Regions from separate parts of the Mus musculus genome. Here all the other regions are linked to region 4. A link is a contact called in public HiChIP or PLAC-seq and Micro-C data. All regions are on one chromosome and are shown on one strand. The core of a region is the stretch at or near the end of the contact, and the rest is flanking DNA. Distances in the headings are between cores, read along the strand shown. Region 1 holds the start of Med6 (mediator complex subunit 6). Region 2 has its middle 28 kb from the start of Smoc1. Region 3 holds the start of Map3k9 (mitogen-activated protein kinase kinase kinase 9). Region 4 holds the start of Slc8a3 (solute carrier family 8 (sodium/calcium exchanger), member 3). Region 5 holds the start of Slc10a1 (solute carrier family 10 (sodium/bile acid cotransporter family), member 1).

The links. Hi-C and Micro-C count contacts between places; a contact is called where the count stands out from the background. HiChIP or PLAC-seq counts read pairs in DNA pulled down with a chosen protein or histone mark.
Region 1: a contact with region 4 is called in an H3K4me3 HiChIP or PLAC-seq map of embryonic stem cells, with 13 read pairs. The contact joins the promoter of Med6 here to the promoter of Slc8a3 in region 4. A contact is called at or near these places in 2 of 39 promoter capture datasets (cranial neural crest and frontonasal cranial neural crest), 1 of 115 datasets of contacts at active chromatin or transcription factors (embryonic stem cells) and 1 of 9 other capture datasets (pancreatic islet).
Region 2: a contact with region 4 is called in an H3K4me3 HiChIP or PLAC-seq map of embryonic forebrain, with 4 times the contacts expected there. The contact joins the enhancer-like site here to the promoter of Slc8a3 in region 4. A contact is called at or near these places in 13 of 39 promoter capture datasets (the 3T3-L1 cell line, the HPC-7 cell line, cranial neural crest and 5 more), 1 of 15 datasets of contacts at CTCF or cohesin (embryonic stem cells), 16 of 484 Hi-C or Micro-C datasets (the AML12 cell line, the AtT-20 cell line, cerebral cortex and 4 more), 11 of 115 datasets of contacts at active chromatin or transcription factors (SST interneurons, astrocytes, embryonic basal ganglia and 5 more) and 2 of 9 other capture datasets (adipose tissue and embryonic stem cells).
Region 3: a contact with region 4 is called in a Micro-C map of embryonic stem cells, with 2.1 times the contacts expected there. The contact joins the promoter of Map3k9 here to the promoter of Slc8a3 in region 4. A contact is called at or near these places in 3 of 39 promoter capture datasets (embryonic stem cells, hippocampal neurons and stem cell-derived epiblast-like cells), 3 of 484 Hi-C or Micro-C datasets (all in embryonic stem cells) and 1 of 115 datasets of contacts at active chromatin or transcription factors (embryonic stem cells).
Region 5: a contact with region 4 is called in an H3K4me3 HiChIP or PLAC-seq map of embryonic stem cells, with 14 read pairs. The contact joins the promoter of Slc10a1 here to the promoter of Slc8a3 in region 4. A contact is called at or near these places in 11 of 39 promoter capture datasets (cranial neural crest, embryonic stem cells, frontonasal cranial neural crest and 4 more), 1 of 15 datasets of contacts at CTCF or cohesin (embryonic stem cells), 10 of 484 Hi-C or Micro-C datasets (the AtT-20 cell line, cortical neurons, embryonic stem cells and 1 more), 9 of 115 datasets of contacts at active chromatin or transcription factors (astrocytes, embryonic basal ganglia, embryonic forebrain and 3 more) and 2 of 9 other capture datasets (adipose tissue and embryonic stem cells).

What each region holds. Positions count from the first base shown.
Region 1 is chr12:81,593,583-81,596,282 of GRCm38.p6, reverse strand. Med6 (mediator complex subunit 6) reads left to right here and starts at 1,275. Exons shown (of 8, transcript NM_001347384.1): 1 at 1,275-1,343. The coding sequence starts at 1,322.
Region 2 is chr12:80,997,534-81,000,360 of GRCm38.p6, reverse strand. No RefSeq gene overlaps it. Among named protein-coding and RNA genes, the nearest start is that of Smoc1, 28 kb to the left of the region's middle. Within about 2 kb of position 1,555, at least 50 of the 459 cell types and tissues checked have an H3K27ac peak or open chromatin away from gene starts, as enhancers often do. A contact at or near this core is called in cortical neurons and embryonic forebrain, where this site is marked.
Region 3 is chr12:81,779,753-81,782,529 of GRCm38.p6, reverse strand. Map3k9 (mitogen-activated protein kinase kinase kinase 9) reads left to right here and starts at 1,360. Exons shown (of 11, transcript NM_001174107.1): 1 at 1,360-2,040. The coding sequence starts at 1,656. Gm46366 (a long non-coding RNA gene) reads left to right here. Exons shown (of 3, transcript XR_001780649.2): 3 at 1-510.
Region 4 is chr12:81,331,765-81,334,564 of GRCm38.p6, reverse strand. Slc8a3 (solute carrier family 8 (sodium/calcium exchanger), member 3) reads left to right here and starts at 1,385. Exons shown (of 7, transcript NM_001167920.1): 1 at 1,385-1,924.
Region 5 is chr12:80,966,567-80,969,412 of GRCm38.p6, reverse strand. Slc10a1 (solute carrier family 10 (sodium/bile acid cotransporter family), member 1) reads left to right here and starts at 1,334. Exons shown (of 4, transcript NM_011387.2): 1 at 1,334-1,824. The coding sequence starts at 1,469.

The sequences.
Region 1 (2,700 bases), core at 26-2,525, 260 kb before region 4:
CTTGTTTGTGGATTCTGGTTACATGCTGGGGGAGCCTAGGTAGTCCTTAGTTTTGTGAATTTAGGTTCCTTCCTTCAGGTTTTGGGGTTCTCCTCTCAGTTTCTGTATCTTGTTTGTAAGCATCTCCATCATTTTGCTTTTAGAAAACCACACTAGAGACAGAACGTTCTGTTGTGGGTTTCTATGGCTTCCTCACATCACAGAATTGTTCCCTGCCTTCAAGTGTTTAGACACTACTCAAGGAATTCCTCTTCTCTCTCTCTCTCTCTCTTTTTTGTTGTTGTTTTTTCGTTCCTTTTCTCTCATTTAAAAATTTTATTTATTGATTTATTTATTTATTGATTTATTTATTTATTTATTTATTTATTTATTTATTTATTTATTTATTTATTTATTTTGAGACAGGGTTTCTCTGTATAGCCCTGGCTGTCCTGGAACTCACTTTGTAGACCAGGCTGGGATTAAAGGCATGCGCCACCACGCCCAGTTCCTTTTCTCTTTTTAATCTTGTTAATAATTCACCCCTGAATTCCCTTCCTATCTCTTGAAATTTAGTCATAAAATGCTACAGGTTTTTAACTGGTTTAGGTTTTTAGTTGGTTCAATAACAGGAATAACAAAGTCTCTTGATTTTCTCTGCTTGAGATAAGGTGAAAAACGGAGCTCCTAAGTCTAACAGTTTGTTTTTATACTCATGAGGTTTTTAAAAATACTGTCTCTGTGTGTAGTCCAGGCTGGCCCCAAATTTGTTATGCACTTGGCTCTGCCTCCTGAGAGATGGGATTACAAGTGAAAGCCTTGGTTTAGAGAATTTTAGAATGTTAGTAGTGAGCACGAGGCAGCGCTCTGTTTAACCTCTTTACTTGTAAATGAAATTACTTTCCCCACTGTTTGGGCCTAACGCTTTGCTTATTTTTTGTTTGTTTGTTTTGTTCTGGCTCTGTTACTACAACCTCTGCCAGCTGCAGTTTGGCATCTAAGCGAGGGGGTCATTCTTTATCTTCTTACTCCACAGGTCTACAGGCCCCGCCTTCCCTGCGCCATCCTTCTGCGTGTCCCAATCCCCTCCCCTCCCCGCCGCCACCCTGTGACACGCCTTCTTCTTTCCCGCCCGTGTCCAACGACCAAAGCTCAACCCGGCTCCACCCACTTTAGGTCTCATCCCCGCCCCCAAACACTTTTTTTTTTTCCTGCCGCCGCGCTCCGCGTGAATACTTTTGACCTCCCCGCTAACCGTACGGCCGGCAGCCTCCGCTTCCGTCGCGGTAGTCATCGCCTTTACTGTGCGCCGGAAGGAGGCTCTTATAGCGCTTTTGGAATTATGGCGGCGGTGGATATCCGAGGTAATTAATTTTATGCTCCCCTTACCAGATTGTGGTTTACTGGGGTTTCATAGCTTGCGGAAGTCAGCGTTACCCTCTTTTGTGAGGTCTCTCAAGTTCTTCTGAGTGGCTCCTGGATACCCTAAGGCTCTAATCTAACGAAAAGGGGTCGCGCTTTCCCGTTTTCTGACGAGTCTCTTTAAAAGGGTAGATGCGGAAAAACTAGAAACAATTTAGGGGTTTCTCTCACAATGCTGGGCGTTATGTCGGGGCGAAGGGATAGCTTTTCGGAAGAGAGAAGTGGAATAAGATAAGGGCTGATCCCACCTTATGGGTCCCCGGACAGAAATCCCCGTCTTCTTATTAATAATTTTAAATTTTAGCCTATAATACCTTTCACTTATCATTCATTCAGTGGTTGCCTTCGGCAAGCTGAGCAGTAGAGGTATATTTTCATTGAGTAAGAATAAATAAATGAATGGAGACTCAACCTCTTACTAGCTTCTTGGTCGGGTAGCATTTTGTTTAGCAGTTTGTTTTTGCTTGTGTATATTTCATTCTTCCTCTTGGCAATTTCATACATGTACATAGTGGATTGCTTATTACTTAGATTTGTTAGCGTAATTGTAATGTGTCTGGTGTTTAGAGGAATGGCAGAGAAGCTGGCATAGGGAGGAGATGTAGAAGAGAAGATCTGGAAAGATAAATGTGAGAGAACAGTCAACAGGGACGGCATATTCTGACTTTGTCTTTTTTTTTTTTCATTTACGCATTTCTTTACTAGATCATTTTAGCTGCTGACAGTAGTGTAAAAGTCAGGGATAGAATTAGAAACAAAAAAAGGAAAACAAAACGAAACCAGGGCTTTTCTGGGATGGACAGAAATTAGAGGTAGCTTGGAAGAGTGATGACTGCATTAGTGAGAAGGTTAAATCTGCTTGGTTTTTGGTATATTCTGTTTATGAAGTGATCACAACTTACCTTTTATTTTCAGACTTGACTTTTCATTTCAGTTTTTGTAGATGAATGTCCATGGATACATGAGGCTGTTTAAATTGATTGAGATCTGTGAATAATAAAGTAAGTCATACTTGCCTTGACCTTCAGGCATGGATTGGAAGCATTTAGTGATTATTATGCTCATTCCTGATGAATAAAAACTCACAATTTAGTGGGAGCAGATTATCTGTGATTCTGGTTATGGAATAAGAATTAGTAATAAGGGGGCTAGAGAGATGGCTTAGCGGGTTAAGAGTACTGATTGCTCTTCAGAGATCCTGAGTTCAAATTCCACCAACCACATGGTGGCTCACAACCATCTGTAATGGGATCTGATGCCCTTTTCTGGTCTGTCTGAAGATAGCCACAGTGTACTTGC
Region 2 (2,827 bases), core at 306-2,805, 330 kb after region 4:
GTTATACGGTCTTCCTAGTAATAGTGGACCAGCAACAGGACAGGCTGCCCCACATGAGGTCCCCTCCTTACTTATTTCAGTGCCAGGTTAAGGCTCTATTTTTGCCCTGGCAGTGTCCACTTCCCTCATGCCACCCTTCACCAGGACTTTCTCTGATGTTTTAGGCTCTTCCAGTGCCCAGCGCTGGCTTGAGACAGTCTTAGTAAAGAGAAACGAAGGGGACAGTTGGAGGGACTGTGGCCACTCTTAGCCCATTGGGGCCTGTGAGGATGTGGGCAGACAGACACCCAAGTCAAGTTTCCTTGCACTCTGGGCTCCTTCAGATTCGGTATGAAATTTGGCCTTGTCTAATTCCAATCACCCTTTCCGCCACATGCTCTGCAAACCACAGGACTGATGTTTAAGAATCCAAGAGGAATTCTATTGTTTCGAAAAAGATTAAATTAATGAGCCCAGAGAAGGCTCGCTTGCCAGCACACGCAGCAGGTTAGGAGTGCTTTAAATGGTGGCTCTCCCATTTAAACAAGGGCAGCTCCCCCAAGGGAGGGTGGCTTTTGACTAAATCTGAACTCATGGGGGGATGGGGTCACACCTGAAGGGCAGAGGCCAAGGATGCTGTCAAACATCCAGACACACACAAGACAGCCCTCACAAGAAAGACCCCAGCTAAAATGTCAACAGTGCCAAACACCCAGCTTTAAAGTCATACACACCTGGGTTCAAACTCCAGGTGTACAATTTCAGCAAGCCTGCAGCCTTTCCAGCCTGGATTTGCACATCTGTAAAGATGGGTAAACATTGCATTTGGAGTTAAAGCAGTCCTCTAGTCTGTGCTGGGGTTGGCGAAAACATTCTGATTTTTAAAATGAATAAAAAGAGGTAGGCGGATCGCTAGGAGTTCAAGACCAGCTTGGTCTACCTAGAGAGTTTTAGGACACCCAGGACTACATAGAGAGACCCTGTCTTAATAATTAAATAAATAAATAAGTCTACTTAAAAGGTGTGACAGTTGGGTCATCACACATGAAGTGGCCCAGCCTGGAAACTGTATTTGATACCTAGAGCTGTCACTTGCTTCTTTCCCGGGTGTTTGGAGCTGAAACCCTTAGGAGAACCTTCAGGCCTCTTTGTCTTCCGTAGGGCATCTGAACCTCCTACAGGGCCAGCTGCACCGCGGTTGGGTTGCGTCTAAAGACCCACGATCCGAGTGGAGGACGGCCTCATTTCCGGTGACAGTGGACTTGAGCAGCCTGCCTCTCCTTTGGAACCGCGCAGCGGGTCCAATGCCAATTAGCTGAGCCTGAAAAATGAGTGTGCTCTCCGCTCTCCAGGGGGACGCAGGGTGCCCCCAGCCCGGCCTGGGGTTGCTGCCCCGTTCCCCCTATTGTGCCTTCAACAAGAGCGTTTTATTGAAAAGAGCTGAGTGCATCTAATGCAGTTATCCGTGTCCGCCCCATCGAGCCATGGGCTGGGAGCGAGGCGCGCAGCTGCCGCCGCCTCACACGCTCGCAACAAAGGAGGGCGCCGTGGAGAATTTGCTCCCCTTTGAACGGCTCATCTGGTTTCCATTTCTGAAAGGTTCCCCAATCTTTGCTTCCACCCAGCCCCCACTCCAGTGCTGCTCCCCCACACCTCGCTTCGCTCCAGCTGTGCCCCTGGGGGAGGGTGCCACAAGTTCCTGCGCCATCACTCCCTCGTGCCTGTGGGAGACGTATGCACCCCCTTGCATAGGCTAGGACCAGCTGGGCAAACACACCTGGCTTACTATTGGCCTGAGCCACCTTGCTCATGAGGATCTGAAACTCAGTTTCCCCATCTTTAAAATGCCTTGTTTTGCAAGCCACATCGATGATTTTCAACCCCAAAATGGAGAGGGGCAGTTTCGTGAAACATTTGGCAAGTGCATAACAAAATAATTAAAGCAATTTAAATAGCCTTTAATGTCACAGCCCAAAACAAACCATCAGCTCTACCAAGTATTTTCCCTTAGTTGTCTTCTTTGAGCATAAGAAGTCATGAATAAAATTATCATTGTATAATTAGAGTCATATTGTGTATCTGGTTGTATCTCCTGCCTTTATTTACATCAGGGAGTTTTTGTACGTTCATAGTCTTTGAAAATGTGATATTTTAAAACAGCTGCAAAATACACCATCATGAGCTTTCCCACAACTGATTTAATGTGCTCCCCCCTTTTTTGTTTTTTAAGATTGTTTGCCCCATTTGCTTAGGCGGTGGTAATTGTTTTTTCCCCAACACCACAATTTAGAGGGCTATTTTAAAAAAATCAAATCCTCAAGTGTTTTCCCAAATTGACATCTGGGTCTAAATCTGTCACACACACACACTCCCACACACACACTCCCACACACACCCTCCCACTCCTGCTACAAATCAAAGACATGAGGCAGGCATTTGCATGACTTCCTAAGACTGTGACTGAGGGGAAAGGTCATCCTGGCCTCCTCCCCTGTCTGATACCCCCCAGGCACCTGCAAGATGGAAATTCACATTTGAATCATGGCCCCTGTAAAATTATAGCCTTGGGCAAACTATATAAATCTGAGTCCTCAGGTGCATGGCAGAGTCCATCACACCACGCTCAAAGGGCTATGGAGAACATGGAGAAACTATACACAGGGTGCATAGTGCACACGGTGCCGAGCATGTGGCAGGGTACAAAAGCCTTGCTGCCCCACGTACTGATGCTGTGGCCCTGGTGAACTTTCCGAGGCCCTGTGTGCCTCAGTTCCTCCACTTATAACACAGAGGGTTTACGAGGATAAATTAAGTAATAACAAACCTCCTGATACTTGCCAAGTCCCCA
Region 3 (2,777 bases), core at 111-2,610, 450 kb before region 4:
AGAATCTATCCAGACTCACGCATGTATTTCCCAGTTTACTGACCCTCCCAGGAATTGAACATGTTAGACCCTCCTATAAACTTGACTGCGTTAGGGGATTTACTTCCGGATCTCCGTCCCCAGGACTGTCTGGATGCTCCTTGAACAGTACCATCTCATCCCTTTCCCAAGACCTTAAATGTGCACAGTGTCTCCCTTTACAATGTAGTCACAGCCCCTTGCAAATCACTGGATGTCCAAAACTAAAACACAGGAGGCTTTTCCCTCCACGGTCTTCACTTCAAGGATAAACAGATGGCACCTGCCCAAGGTCATGTAGCTGCCTCGCTATTTTTTCAAATTGCTCCAGTTTGCCTAATATTAAACTTCAAATTAAAATGAAACAAAAATGGTCTGGTGGGGCACATTGGCACACGCCTGTAATCCCAAGACTTGGGCAGTTGAGGCAGCGAGATAATGAGAGGCCAGTATGGCCTACCCAGTAAGATCTTGCTTCAAAACCACAAATGAGCAAATAAACAATGAAGTACTGACTCTTGTTACACAAATCACATCAATGCCTGTCTTGGAAATACAGTTTGGTAGTTACCATGGCTGAAATATGGAAGCCATTGCTATGACAGGCTTAAAAACATGTAAAAGAGGTTAAGGTCCTTGGGGGTGGTGGCGGCAGGTAACAAAAAGACATAGCATAGGTCAGCCCTTGCCCAAGAATGGCAGGCAGCACCCGCCTTTACTCCTTTAGTCTTTGGAAACTGGGTATCCAGTCACCAGGGTCCTAGATATAGCCAGTTTCACAAGGCAAGCGCAAACTAGCTGGTTCCGCATGACTTCCCGAGCCTGCGGAAGCCCCACTAGGAGACCTCCCCTTTCGGAATTCTAATAACAATGGCCAGGAACTTCTTCTTACAAAGATGAACACAGTCTTCATTAAGGCCAGCAGAGCAATCGAAAGAGTTCTTCCATCGCTAGCCATAAGGTTCCGGGGTGTGAGTGTGTGCGTAGCGGCGACAGTGGACGTAAGCTGGTCCCCGTGGCCAAATAGGGGAACAGCAGATCCATCTGAACCGGGAATTGGCGCAGCCCGTAGGACCAAACGGCGCGGACAAAAGACAGAGGGCTCCGCAGCCCGCTCGGACTGTCCGAACGCACGCTGGGTCTCACCTTCGGGAGCCACCCAATGAGGTCTCAGCCACCCTCAGGAGACGGACAGCCGCGGCGGGCCAATGGGAGGATGGGTTGGCTGTGGAGGCGGGCCCATCCTGGAGGCCCCGCCCCCGGGTCCGCAGGGCTGGGGCGGAGCCAGGCTCGCGTCAGGTGGTCCCGGGCGTGCGGGAGGCGGGGCGCACGGGGCGGGGAGGGGAGGGAGCGGCCAGCGGGCGGCGGGCACGGGCGGCACGAGCAGGTGGGAGCCGCCGAGGGGCGAGGCCGCCCGCGGGGGCGCCAGGCGGCCGGGACTGCGCCGCGCCCCTGTCCGCGGTGCGCGCTCGCGGTGCGCACCGGGCGTCCTCGACTCTCGCGCGCCCAGCCTGCTCGGGCCCTACCTGCGGCGGCCGTCGGGGGCGCGGAGCCCCCAGCGCTGCCGAGCCGCATGAACAATAGGCGGCGGCGGCTCCCGCGGGCGGCCGCCCCGCACCCTATGGACCAGCCGCTCCATGGAGTCCTCCAGATCGCTTCTCGGCTGCCTGGCGAGTGCCACTGCCGCCCCGCCGGGGGACGATGCCACGGGCGCTGGGGCCGAAGAGGAGGAGGACGAGGAGGAGGCGGCGGCCGAGCTGGGATCTCACGCCGCGCTGCCCTACTGGACGGCTGTGTTCGAGTACGAGGCGGCGGGCGAGGACGAGCTGACCCTGCGGCTGGGCGATGTGGTAGAGGTGCTGTCCAAGGACTCGCAGGTGTCCGGCGATGAGGGCTGGTGGACCGGACAGCTGAACCAGCGGGTGGGCATCTTCCCCAGCAACTACGTGACCCCGCGTAGCGCCTTCTCCAGCCGCTGCCAGCCGGGCGCCGAGGACCCCAGCTGCTACCCGCCCATTCAGCGTAAGAAGGCGGGCACCGGTGCCCGGTGGGGACGGGGGGCTGAGGCCTAAGGATGGGCGAAGAGCAGTCCCGAGTGGGGAGCGACTGGCCCGGGCATGGGTGGGCACTTTGGCTGCAGGGGCTTTAGCTGGTGCTACCCAGAAGCTCCAGAGTCGCAGGCCCTGCCTGGAACACCGGGCTTCTTCACCGTCATCTGACTCGCTCAAGTAGCAACTCTTGAAACCCTAGCAGGAGTCTCCTTACGTCCCAACCCCTTACCCCCCCCCGCCCCCCCCGCCCCTTGTGCCCCTCCAGATCTGGAAGGGTTTTGGAGAGCAGGTGGTTACTGTCACCAGTAACCTTAGTTCCCTAATCAAGGACCCGGCGGACCTTTTCTGTTTCTTGTCTCCGCCTCTTAAAGGTATTTGTCTAGAGAGGAGTGGAGGTGCCTCCCGCCTGCCTGGGCAGGTTCACAAGTCCCGGAAGCGTGTGTGAACTCAGGAGTCAGGTGCCTTTGAAATCTCGTGTTGGTTTCTTGGGTTCTCGTACTGTATTTCAAAGTTGTACCCTGAGGAATCTTGCCGAATATTATGTTAGGAAAGGTGTGTACAAGGGGAGGGGGCAAAGTTATGAGTGGAGAAATAATTAGAGGGAGAAAGTATGTCTGTCCCTCGTGGGAGTTCAGGATCAGCAGGTACAGTGGCTAAGTCCTTGTCCCATACAGCCATACTGTTCACACAACACATTTTTTTTTTCCA
Region 4 (2,800 bases), core at 136-2,635:
AGGTACAAGCTCTTTGGACCAAACCTTGTTAAAGAGGTCCTTCTCCCTGGTTGGTGTCAGGGAGCTGGAGGGTTGTACATGCTTTGTGGTATCACACTTTGCTGCTTGTCAGTAGGACTCTACTTGGTCTCCTCCTTTCCCATCCTTGACTCTGCTGCATGTCCTCTTAGGACAGCTGTTTAACTTCTAGACAACAAAGGTCAACCGAAAAGTGGAAGAGTAATTGTGTATATTTCATAGCCTTCTGTGAGGATGGTATCAAACAATGCAACCAAATTCACTGGCACTAACTCTGCTCAGGAGATAGGATACTGTCTGATTCCTCTTATGCTTGGCTTCAGACAGCAGAAGCAGTTTCTGTCCCATCTACACTGGGGTCTATGCAAAAGGCCAGCCTCCACTCTCATTTCACAGCTGCCTGATGACACCAATATGCTGAGGACACGCAATCCCATCCTTAGGCATGTCTGCCCACTCCTCCTGCCACCAGGACCACGCGTGACAAATATAGCAGAAATTACAGGCATCTGATTTAAGGCTGTGTGTGCACTACTCTCGAGCCAAGCCCCAAACCCTAGTTCTGATGCTGCATCAAAGGACCATCTCTGCCTTGGTCTCCAGGCCCAGAGTAAGCAGCAATTTGAAAGGCAGCCCCCTTTTATTTTTAGCTTTAAAAATCACCAAAGCCAACATAGCAGTGCTCACCCAAGCGTCTCTCACAAAGCTCTTGCTTGACTTGGGTTGAGAAAATGACAGGGTGAGTTCTGCACCAAGAAAGGGGGGGGGGGAATAAATGGGAGAGAAAAAGGAGTCGTCGTTGTCCCCCCCCCCCCACACACACACACACATTGCCAACCTCCATCCCCCTCGAGTCTTCCCCTAGGCCTGGGTGGACCTTGCCTGGGTAATCATTCCCTGCTATATTTAAAAACCACAATGTGTTTGGAGGGAACTTAATTTCGGGACTGCGGGCGGTGGCGTCTCCCGAGGACAAGAGGAAAGCCTGTGCCGAGCTTCTTGCCTGCTGCCGGGACTTCAGGACTACCAACTCCCGGGAATCCAGGTCAGGACTCCTTGCAGCTGCAGCCAGCTCCAATGCTCTAAGCTCCAGGCTCAACGGTTGGGTTGGTGGCTTCTTGGTAGGGCTTGCATCTGCATTCAATCTCCTGGGACTCTGCATGCTAGGTCCGTGCTTGGTGTCCCAGGCCCGCTGAGAAGCGCTGTGGAAAACTCCCCTCCGCTCCCGAGGCTAAATATGCGCGGCTTGTCATTCGGTGTAGCTGTCTCCCAGCTGATAGGGTGACGTCGAGTTTGGAGGCTTGGAGATTGGCTTTTTGATTTGGCTCCTTGCGGAGGCTTAATGGGCAAAGCTCTAGGCTCACCCAGAAACCAGCCCCTACGCTCGTCCCCTCTGAGCGCGGCGAGGCCGAGACGTCTCCGGTGGTGACAGTGGGCAAGGCTGAGCCGCGCGCTCCCAGCCCGGGGAAAGCCCGGGCGTCGCGGCAGCCAGCCCCCGCCGGGGTCCCTCCGAGCCGCCAGGGCGCGCCGCGCTGCTCTCCGTCCCACCCCTCCCATAGGGATCCCCAGGCGACCGCGGCCGGGACTCCGGGCCTTGCTTGGGCCACTCGGGCAGTCTCTGCTCCTTGGCTGGACGCCGCCGAGGGTCTGTACAACGCTCCCTGCGCCCTGGCCCCAGCGATCCTGCTCCAGATGCGCTGCCTGGTAGCCCCCTGACAGCTGCTAGCCCACAGCTCCGGGCGGCAGCCGCGGCGGACTGCCATGCCCTGGACGCCGCTGCAGCCGGCCCGCAGCCCGCGGGGGCGATGAGCCGCTGCGGCCCGTGAGGAGCTGGGCGGCGCGGGCATCGTGCACCTTCCTAGCCCGCCTCACTTGCCCATCGAGCTCTGGAGGCTGAGGGGAATCGGTGAGTAATGGGATGAGCCCACAATCCCCAAGCTCTGGAGGACCGCAGAGGCAGGGGACGCCTGCCAAGATCCCAAGCCTGATATTCTCCCGAGAGAGGGTCCCTGGTGAAGAATCATGATAAGTTATTTCTCAAGATCATTCGTATGCGCTGCCTTGCGGCGGGTTTAGTGCCAGAAAAGTGGGGGAGGGTGCCCGGGAAATATGTTGTATATGCGGTGTAGTGGGGGAAAATCTGGGAGGGTGTCTAAGCTAGAGTGCTGGGGGTGCTGCTAGAGATGCCTGTGAGCCATAGTACTGGAAACGTGTGTACAGTCCTGTTTTGGGTTTGATGACTTAGTGGCGGGGTAGCTCAATGAGGAAGCTTCATGGCGGTGCGTGTGTGTGTGTGTGTGTGTGTGTGTGTGTGTGTGTGTGTGTGTCGCGGGTGTCAGGGCGTGTGAGTTCTTGGAGCTGAGTGGCTAGGAGGGGGACCGCGTTATTCCCTAGGCGGACGCGCGCATGCGCGTGACACACACACACACACACACACACACACACACACGAACTCATGCGCGCACACGCATGCACGTACCCCAATCTCGGGACTCCATTGCTGCCTGCCCATAACTGCAGTCCCATTGTATCCCCTTCCCTCCAATCCCAGAGGGCTCTCCAGCCAAGAGCTACCTGGTGATCTGAGAAATCCAGGGCTGCCTGGAGAGCTGTGAAAAGTATATAACTAAGGTCCCCTCCTTTCTTCAACTCTCTCTCTCTCTCTCTCTCTCTCTCTCTCTCTCTCTCTCTCTCTCTCTCTCTCTCAGGCAGGAGCCCTCTTTTAAAGGCCAGGCTGCTTCTGCAAGCCCTGGCTGACCTGCCCTGAGGACCTGAGCCACAC
Region 5 (2,846 bases), core at 85-2,584, 370 kb after region 4:
GGGGAGTTCAGCTCAGGATGGCCATACCTGCCTCTCTAATGCTGCTGATGTTGCATGCCTCCCACCTGGTTTCCATCATGAGACCCACAGGCCCAACATGCAAAATAGAGCCATTGGGAGTGCAGTAAGAAAAGGCCACTCATCTGCAATGCCTAAAATTAACCTGCACACCCCACCTGCCCACAAACCTGGTAACTTCCTAGAATGCTATAAGCTGTCATTCTTGAAAAATAACAATGCCTCTTGGGAAAGTGGTTTATAGATTAGTCTTTGTTTGTTTGTTTGTTTGTTTGTTTTTGGTTTTTTGTTTTGTTTTTTTCGAGACAGGGTTTCTCTGTATAGCCCTGGCTATCCTGGAACTCACTCTGTAGACCAGGCTGGCCTCGAACTCAGAAATCTGCCTGCCTCTTCCTCCCAAGTGCTAGGATTAAAGGCGTGTGGCACCACCGCCTGGCATAGATTAGTCTTTAGAAACCCCCGCTACATGTCTGTCTCAGGGCACTTAGCTGAAACATTTCAGGAACTGGTTCTGACCAAAGTCTACCCCTTGGCTGGTATTTAATATTTAATAGAGCTTGCTTTATATATGGCCAAAAAATAGTGGAATTATTTTTTTTACCTGGTGCATCTCAAGCTTGCTACAACCTCACTTCCTTCTCTGAAGTCTCTCAAGTTATGGATACCTCAGGCACCAGCTAGTTACTCTCCACAGCTGGAGTTTCTCGTGAGCTGGGCTTTGGATAATCTCCAGGCTTCCAAGAGCCCAACGTACCCCAGAAAGTTTTTTCCCCTCTGGAGATAAGTAAGTCTTTCAGGGATTCATGGTGCCACCCCCCAACCAACCCCAACCCCCACAGGACACGTATGGTCTAGATATGGGCACAAAGCAAGGTCTCAGAGGAGGACAGTCATGGACACAGCCTCTCCTGAAGACAGCAACACCACATCGCCCCCCCATCCTGTCCCATGGCCCTCTGGCCTTTGCCACTTAGATGAGGAAGGCAAAGGCAGAAACAGTCTCTTTCTCTCGGGAACAAATGGTGACTCACTGAGGATAGGGAAGGCACCTTTTCCCAGGAAACAACCTGAGGTCTCCGAGACTGAGCTAGAAGCAGGAACTAAAGGGAAAGGTGGACATGTTTTGTTGCAGGTCCTGGATGGGTCTCAGAGACGCTATAGTGAAGCATGCTCAGCAGGGTAAAGAATGAACCCTGTGCTGGGTACGAGCTCCACTCGGCAGGCACAGAGGTCAGAAAACTTAAGCAAAGTAGGGGATCCGGGGAGATGAGGTTATGGGCTGTCTTATAACCACAACCGTGGTTCTGCAGGTTGCATAATCTTTTATTTGCCCACAGCTACATTTTGTCCAGAAACTCTGTCCTGAAAGAGGACTGAAGAAAACATCCAGCCAGCACTGGGCAAGGAAGGGCAGGAGCAGAGAGTGAGGTGGTGTTCACTGGGTCGGAGGATGGAGGCGCACAACGTATCAGCCCCCTTCAATTTCTCCCTGCCGCCTGGCTTTGGCCACCGGGCCACAGACACTGCGCTCAGCGTCATTCTGGTAGTTATGTTGCTGCTCATCATGCTCTCGCTTGGCTGCACCATGGAGTTCAGCAAGATCAAGGCTCACTTCTGGAAGCCCAAAGGGGTGATCATCGCCATAGTGGCCCAGTACGGTATCATGCCCCTCAGTGCTTTCCTTCTGGGCAAGGTCTTTCATCTGACCAGCATTGAGGCTCTGGCCATCCTCATCTGCGGCTGCTCTCCTGGGGGGAACCTGTCTAACCTCTTCACCCTGGCCATGAAGGGGGACATGAACCTCAGGTAGGACCGAGGGTTAAGAGGAAAGGGTGTGGGATGGGGTGCTGCCGAGATGTCATGATCTAGAGAAGATCTAGGCTGGAGCCAGGAGCGGGGAGGGACGTAGGAGCTGGATTAAGTTTGGCATTGATTGTCAAAGGTTTATGCTAAATTGGGGCAGCCTCTGGAATCTCTTTGGTTTAAATCCCAGGGGGAAAAAAAAAACATTAAGCTGGTCCAGAGGTATGTTAGACACCCCTGAACTCCCAGAAGTCTCTACAGGATCACTGTAAAGGAGAATAGATTTCGATGAAAGAGTTCCTCAGAACCACAGTCATCTGACTGGCAGGGTGTCAGCTCTGAGGCTGAAAATCTAGCAAGGGTATAATGGGTCCAGAACATTCCAGGAAGGCCAAGGTGACTTGGAACCAAACGAGCATCTTAAATTTCCTGCAGAGAAGAGACTCCAAAGGCTCTTCTCCAGTATCTGGGCATCCAAGGTATCTGCTAAGACCCTTTACCGAGTTGTCAGATGTGGTGAGATTGCCAACCAAAGAAACTTTATGTAGAATTGAGGCCCCAGCGATTGCCCAGGTTAGGCTGGGCTCCACTCAGTCTAACAAGAAGGGAGAAGGCTAAGACCAGCCTGAGCAGCCAGGTGGTGGTGGTGCATGCCTTTAATCCCAGCACTTGGGAGGCAGAGGCAGGTGGATTTCTGAGTTGAGGCCAGCCTGGTCTACAAAGTGAGTTCCAGGACAGTCAGGACTATACAGTAAAACCCTGTCTCAAAAAACCAAAAAAAAAAAAAAAAAAGACCAGCCTGAGCCTAGAGCATCCTGATCAGGTAGCACTCGTGAAGCGCCAGACTCCTTGGGCTTGGTGGAATATCTGTCCTTCACACAGCTGTGACTGTGGCAGTGAATGTCAAGGAGAGGGGCCCCTCTCAGCCTGCTCGGGCAGTGCACAGCATGGGTGAACTCACTCCAGACACAAAGCCAGTCTCCTCTAGGCCTGATTCTCAGTGGAGTTGTTCAGTGTCAAGTAGA